Regions from separate parts of the Capra hircus genome. Here region 2 is linked to region 1. A link is a contact called in public Hi-C data. All regions are on one chromosome and are shown on one strand. The core of a region is the stretch at or near the end of the contact, and the rest is flanking DNA. Distances in the headings are between cores, read along the strand shown. Region 1 has its middle 48 kb from the start of AP1M1. Region 2 overlaps EPS15L1 (epidermal growth factor receptor substrate 15-like 1).

What was found. Hi-C and Micro-C count contacts between places; a contact is called where the count stands out from the background.
Region 2: a Hi-C map of blood shows a contact between it and region 1, with 4 times the contacts expected there. The contact joins two enhancer-like sites. A contact is called at or near these places in 4 of 5 Hi-C or Micro-C datasets (blood and liver).

The regions. Positions count from the first base shown.
Region 1 is chr7:101,986,269-101,989,671 of ARS1.2, forward strand. No RefSeq gene overlaps it. Among named protein-coding and RNA genes, the nearest start is that of AP1M1, 48 kb to the left of the region's middle. Within about 2 kb of position 2,008, at least 1 of the 5 cell types and tissues checked has an H3K27ac peak or open chromatin away from gene starts, as enhancers often do.
Region 2 is chr7:102,155,081-102,158,355 of ARS1.2, forward strand. EPS15L1 (epidermal growth factor receptor substrate 15-like 1) reads right to left here. Exons shown (of 22, transcript XM_018051342.1): 13 at 2,712-2,784. Among named protein-coding and RNA genes, the nearest start is that of EPS15L1, 55 kb to the right of the region's middle. Within about 2 kb of position 1,456, at least 1 of the 5 cell types and tissues checked has an H3K27ac peak or open chromatin away from gene starts, as enhancers often do.

The sequences.
Region 1 (3,403 bases), core at 758-3,257:
CGCCTGTTCTCTTCATTTCACGTAGACGGAATCATGCTCTGGGTGGTCTTTTTTGTGTCTGGCTGCTTTTACTCGGCATGCTGCTCCCAAGACACATCCACACTGAAGTGTGTGCCACTGCTTTCTATGGCAGAATAATACTCCACTGGGTGGACTTACTCATCTGTCGACGGATACTTGAGTTGCTTCCACGTTTTGGCTAAGGGGAATTGTGCTCTTAATAACATGGGTGTGAAAATATCTATTTGCATCCTTGCCTTCAGTTCTTTTGGTTCTGTACCTAGGACTGGAACTTCTGGATCATGAGGTAATTCCATGTTTTTTTGAGGCATTTAGTTGGGTTTTTTTTATAAGACTAAAAGGTCATGGCTCTTGGCCAAACTGGGAATACCATGCTTGGAAATTTCCAGCAGGTTCTTTTCAGTAGTCACTGCCCAGCCTCCTTACCCCAGCAAATCTTGTGTATGTCAGGTGCTGTCCAATTGTTTTTGCCTGTGTGTGCTTAGTCATGTCTGACTCTTTGCGACCCCAGGGACTACAGCCTGCCAGGCTCCTGTGTCCATGGAATTCTCCAGGCAAGAATACTGGAGTGGGTTGCTGTTTCCTCCTCCAGGGGATCTCCCTGACCCAGGGATTGAAACCGGGTCTCCTGCATTGCAGGCAGGTTCTTTACCATCTGAGTTTTTAATGGCTGTATATATTTACCTTTGGATTGAGAGATACACAGAAATTCGTGCCAAATACCCAGATCTGAGGTGTGCGGGCTGATGCATTTTTCACTCTGTGGATGTTCAAATCGACACATAACAGCCCTCCATCCCCTGGGCAGTATCTCCCAGAAGGAACTATCCTGTTGGCCAACACCATTGGTTCATTTTGCCTGTTCTTGAACTTCAGATGCACAGACTCACACCATGTGTCCTGTTTGGGATCTGTCCACTTTTGCTCATCATCATGAATTCAAGATGCACCCACCTCCCCCTATCCTTTTTCTTTGCGGTATACTATCCCACAGCACAACTGTGGGATATCAACAACTCCGCGGTTCGTTGGCTCACTCCTGTCACTGGGCGTTTGGTTTGTGTTTAGAGCTGCTCCGAGCACGTGAGCCCAGGTCTAGTGACTGCTGCACGTCTTCATTTCTTGTGGGTGCTGCACGTCTTCATTTCTTGTGGGTAAATACTGAAGGGTGTGACGTCTCAGTTACAGAGGAGGGGGAGACCTTTGCTCCGTGGACACTGCCACACCGTCTTGCAAAGTGGCTGGACCATTTTACCTCCCGCAGCAGTGAGTGAGAGTCCCATCTGCTCCGCGTCTTCACCAGCACTTAGGGACCAGTCTTTTCCATTTCATGCCTGCAGGTGGGGCTGTGGTTCATGCATGTTCCAACTCCACTGCACGGGGACTCTGTGCCCACCAGATTTCTTTTTTTTAATATACTTACTTACCTGGCTGCTCCGGGCCTTAGCTGAGACACACGGGATCTTTGATCTTCACTGTGGCACGCACGATCTCTAGCTGTGGCATATGGGATCGAGTTCCCTGACCAGGGATCAAACCCAGGCTCCCTGCACTGGGAGCCCAGAGTCTCAGCCATTGGACCACCAGGGAAGTCCCCGCCCCCTGGGTTCTATGCCAAGCTCCCCTCTGGGAAGTACACGAGTGCAGACCACACCCACATTTTTGAAGGCTGGGGGGCCTCTGTCCTTGGCTTCCAGGCCACCATCTCCTGTGTTTTGTCTACCCCTGTTTCTTCTCCATTCCCTCAGGGGATCCTCTATCTCAGCTTGATCTGGAAACAAAGTCTCCAGGTCCTCCCTCCTCGCAGGAAGTGGCCACAGAGTCAAGGGATCCCCAGGAGGACTCATTCTACTTTGCCTCCTCGGCCTGAGTGAGCAGTTGCCCAGCCAACTCAAGGCACAAGCGGGAACGTGAGGAGCTGCCCTGCCCTTTTCACCTCCCTAATCTCAGCTCTCCCACTCCTTCCCTCACCTCCCGTCCCCACCTGGCCTAAGCCCCTGCGTCTCCACCACCTCCACCGGACGAGCCGAGCTCCTGACACAGCCTCCCATAGCTGGCACTTGCCTCTTGTCCAACCCACACCGAAGTGATGCTTCTAAGACCACGTGTGGCCCCCCTTAGGTGTTCAGATAGCTTCTCGGCATCGGTCCCTCGCCTAGGCCCTCAGGTGCATACCTACTGGATCTGGCTCCTCTGACCTCTCCTGCCCCTCCTCCCACACTCATTCATTCATTTGGGCATTTATTGAGCACCTGCTGTGTACCAGACCTCATTCTCGATGCAGAGAGGCAACTGTACCAGACCAAAAAACCTCTACTCTGGAGAGCTTGAGGTAGGGGGCAGGGACAACAGTTATCTCCATGCTCACGGCATGTGCGGGGCTGTGTGAGGGTAGGGACGCCTCAGCCTGGCAGGGGGTGGGGAGACATCCCCGGGGGAACTCAGGGCAGAGGCCAAGGCTGGGCGTGGTAGGGAGGACAAAGACCAGGAGCCCCGGGAGAAGGGGATGGGGAGCCCCAGAGAGGTTGAGGTTTTCCCCTGGTGGCTGATGGGAGAGCAATGAACCCAGGCAGGAGGGAGGTGGGGAGGCCAGAGGTGCTGGGTGATGGAGAGGAGAGGGCGGATTTGGAGTGTGGCCCGAGAGCCAAGAGGGCCTGGGGACACAGGACTGTGGGATGGGGAGGGTGTGGGGGTGATGACAGCGTGGAGAGACTTCCCACAGTCTCTGGGCAGCAAGCACCTCTGAGCGGGGGAGGCACTTCCTCAAAATTGCCACATACGCACGTGTGCATGTGCACACACACACACACATGGGTGCATCACACACACATGCGTACACACCCAGAGACACATGCAAAGCACAGATATACACACGACAGACGCAGAGAGACACACCTGCACACAGATACACAGAAGGACACACAGACTCAGCTCACACCTACAGGACACGGGCACGCATTCACCCTCTCCAACCCAGCCTTTAAGGGACAATGCTTTCTGCCCCTCTCTCTCCCGGCCAGGGCCTCCAGCTCCCCCTGGCAGGGCCAGGCCAGGTGCTGGAGTCACTGAGGCAAAGGGCGCCCCCTGCCGCTCAGCCCCAGCCCAATCCTGACCACACGCTGTGTCCTGCTCTGTCCCCCACAGTGGGAGCTCCTCAGGTCACAGGGCAGGTGTGGGAGGGGCGGCCAATGCCTACTGAACAAATGGTCTTGGTTCCCGAGCCTCTCTCCCGTGCTGTTGCCCTGTACTCTCCTATCCTCAAAGCAGGATTCCCTCCCCAACTCCTCATCAGTTCTGCCTCATCCCTTGACTAGCCAAACACACACACCCCATCTCAGAGAGATCAGGGATGAGCTAGAAGAAGGGAAGAGCTGGGAGGCCC
Region 2 (3,275 bases), core at 206-2,705, 170 kb after region 1:
CCTTTGGGGGCCGAAGCTGAAGCTCCCATTGCTTAAAACCAAACATAAACTGGCCCGAGGACCAAGGCCTCCTAGTCAATGCTGGGCCCTACCCTGGAGCCCATGCTGGCAGGCGTGACATACAATCTCCTGGCCAAACCCATCTGGGAAAAGGCGACAGGAACCGGAGCCAAACCTGGGTCTCACAAAAGAGCTTTAATACATACAGTGTTCTGAGGGGACCCTGGTGGTCCAGTGGTTAAGACTCTGCCTTCCAACGCAGGGGCACAGGTTCAATCCCTGGCCGGGGAAGTACATCCCCCATGCTTCACACGGCATGGCCTGAATAAATAAAGTGTTTTGTCACTGTCTAGGGAGCTGCCATCTCGTTAGAGTAGAGCCCCATCCTGGTCTGAGCACAAGTGAGGCTCCCACGCAGCAGGAGCTGGCCTGGCGGGCGCTGGCCCCGCTCCAGCTCCAAGGGGTCATGGGGGTGCACAGGGCCACCAAACACCACATCTCAAAGGCTGCAGGAGTATGCTGTCAGAGCCCAGCAGCGAGGTTCTGGGGGCCCTCATGCAGCCTGCTGTGCAGACCAAAGCACCTCCAGACACCAGACCGACCCACGGCTTTCTCAGAATCGCCGAGGAGCAGGCGTCAGAGACCTGGGGACTGGTTTCCCAGGAGTTCAAGGACATCACAGCACCCAGATCCCCAGGGACAGAAGCCTGTACAGAGTGACAAAGACAAGAGAAGGAGGACCGGCCAGGCATTCCTGTGGCTGGCTGGGCCAGGGCCAAGGGGAGATGGGGGATGAGACCAGCGTCCCTGCACCAAACAAGGTGGAGGGTGAGTGATACGGGAGGGCAGTTCCGGGACACGGGTAGAAATCAGAGGGCTGAGGTGAGAGCAATACACCAGAACGAGCAAACACCCAGAAAAACAGTCCCTTCACCCGTGGCCTCATACATGATGCAGCTTACTTGAGGAAAAAAGCAAAACAAAAAATATGACGACAGAGGCAGGCTGTTCCCTGCCTTTCGATCCAAAACATGCCAGGGGACCATCTAAGGCCCAACCCCCGATGCCAACGTGTACAGAGTGAGAAGCCAGGAAAGAAGTGTCTGGACACTGCAGCGTGTGAATCAGTGAGAACCCACCCTACCCCACCTGCAGACGGAAGCCGTGACAGAGGACACCTCCTGCCTGGTGAGCAGGCATTGTGCGCCGTCTGTCCGCTGGGTGTCTCACGACATCCCCCAGCCCTCGTGGGACAGGGGAGGGGGAGGGCGATAGAGTGCTGCCAGACCCCTGAGCCTCACTGAGTCGGGTGCTGCCGCCCCTGGCCCGGCTCAGGCCGCTGCCCTAGGAGGCGGCCCAGAAAGAGCCACCCACTGCAGGGTGGTAGGAGAGCGCCCGCACATCACGGCCAGATGCTGCTCCTCACTGCCGGCCGGAAGGCGGGAAGACTGAGGCCAGGAGGCTGAGCCAAGCACCTGCAGTCCCCCAGGAGAGCCACGGTGGGGCCACAGTGCTGACTGCTCCGCCTCATTCCTCTCCCCCAGCTCTGAGCGCAGAGCACTCAAAGGCCCTCCATGGAGACCAACAGGCCCAGCTGTACGCATTCTCAGGGTGAGGGGGCGCACAGACAACTCACGTCTCCCCCTGGTGGCAGAGCCATTCTCTATTCATTCAGACCTGAGACATCTTGGGAACCAAGGTGTCTTCGAGTGTGCAGCTCCCAGGCACTGACCACTGTTTCCAGCATAGCCTCACTCTGCCCAGACGGGTGAGCGCCTGCCAGATCCCGGGCTCCAGCCCATTGCCTGGAGGAGCAGAACACTCATTACCAACGTTGCATAAGGTCTAGAGATGTTACATAACTAGCCCAAAAGCATACAGCTGCTAAGAAGAGCCAGATTTGAGCCCTGGCACTCAGACCCCAAACAGCCAACTCAGTGGAAATGACCCTGATGCTTGGAAAGACTGAAGGCAAAAGGAGAAGGTGGCAGAGGATGAGATGATTGGATGGCATCACTGATTCAACGGACATAAACTTGGGCAGACTGCAGAAGACGGTGAGGGACAGGGAGGCTGGGCGTGCTGCAGTCCATGGGGTTGCAAAGAGTCGGACACAACTGAACGACTGAAAAACAACTCAGACCCCCAGTGTCTGCCGTCACCACCTTCCACAAGGAGACTCTTCAAGCAGGGCCATCCTGAGAACAGGTTAGAGAGCATTGCCTGATCCTCAGAACTTCAGGCTAAGTGGGAGAAAGCAGACATCAAGGATGGGAAGTAGTATGATTCCCTTTCTGCGAAATGTCCACAACAGGCAAATCCATAGAGACAGAAAAGAGCTTATCAAGGGCTAGAGGAGGAGACGGGGAGTCACTGCTAACGGTGATGGGATCTCCTTTCGGGGGTATGGGAATGTTCTGGAGCTAGACAGAGGTGATGGTTAAGCAATATAAAGAATATGCTAAAAATGACTGAATTATATACTTCAGAAGAACGGATGCTACATTACATGAATATCTCATTTTTCTTAAAAAAAATCCACTATCTACAGTTATAAGAAACTCAAAATAAATCACCTGTAAATCCCCAAAAGCTTGAGTTTCCAATGAGTGCCACGCTGCCCCCTCTGCCCTGCCCCACTACCCCTGCTGGGAGTCCCTGAACCACATCTGACACAAGGTCCATCCTACCAAAGCCAGCCGCGTGCTTACCTGTACTTCATTGGTTTTCTGTCTGATTGCCTCTTCCTTTTCTCGAATGTCTTGTTCCAGTGAGTATTTCTCTCTGTGTGTTTGAACAGTCCGTGAAAGCACAGAAAGAGGGCATGAGGAACGAGCTGACCGTCTCCCCCACACTTCTCCCCAACAACCATCTGCCTTTAGTCACCCTCTCCCCTCCAAGTGTGGGTGGAACCTGCAGATGCCACAAGGCTTGGCCCCCAACATGATCACGTGAGCCTTTGAAAGTAGAGGGTGTTAGAGTGACGCCCAGGGTGAGAAGGGCTGGACGTGCTTCTGCTGACTTTAAAGATGGAGGGGTCACAGGAGAGGGGCACAGGGCTGCCCCTCAGAGCAGAATGAGCCCCACCGACATACAGCAGGAAAGGAGGCCCCAGACTTCCAGCTCTGAGGAACTTGGACAGCACCCTGAACTCGGCCCTGTGAAGCCCTGAGCAGGGGCCCAGCTGAGCCCTCCTGGATTCCCGAGCTGCAGAGCTGCGCACGAATGAATCTGTGCTGTTTTAAGCCACTCCATAAACAGCAAGAGAAAATGAA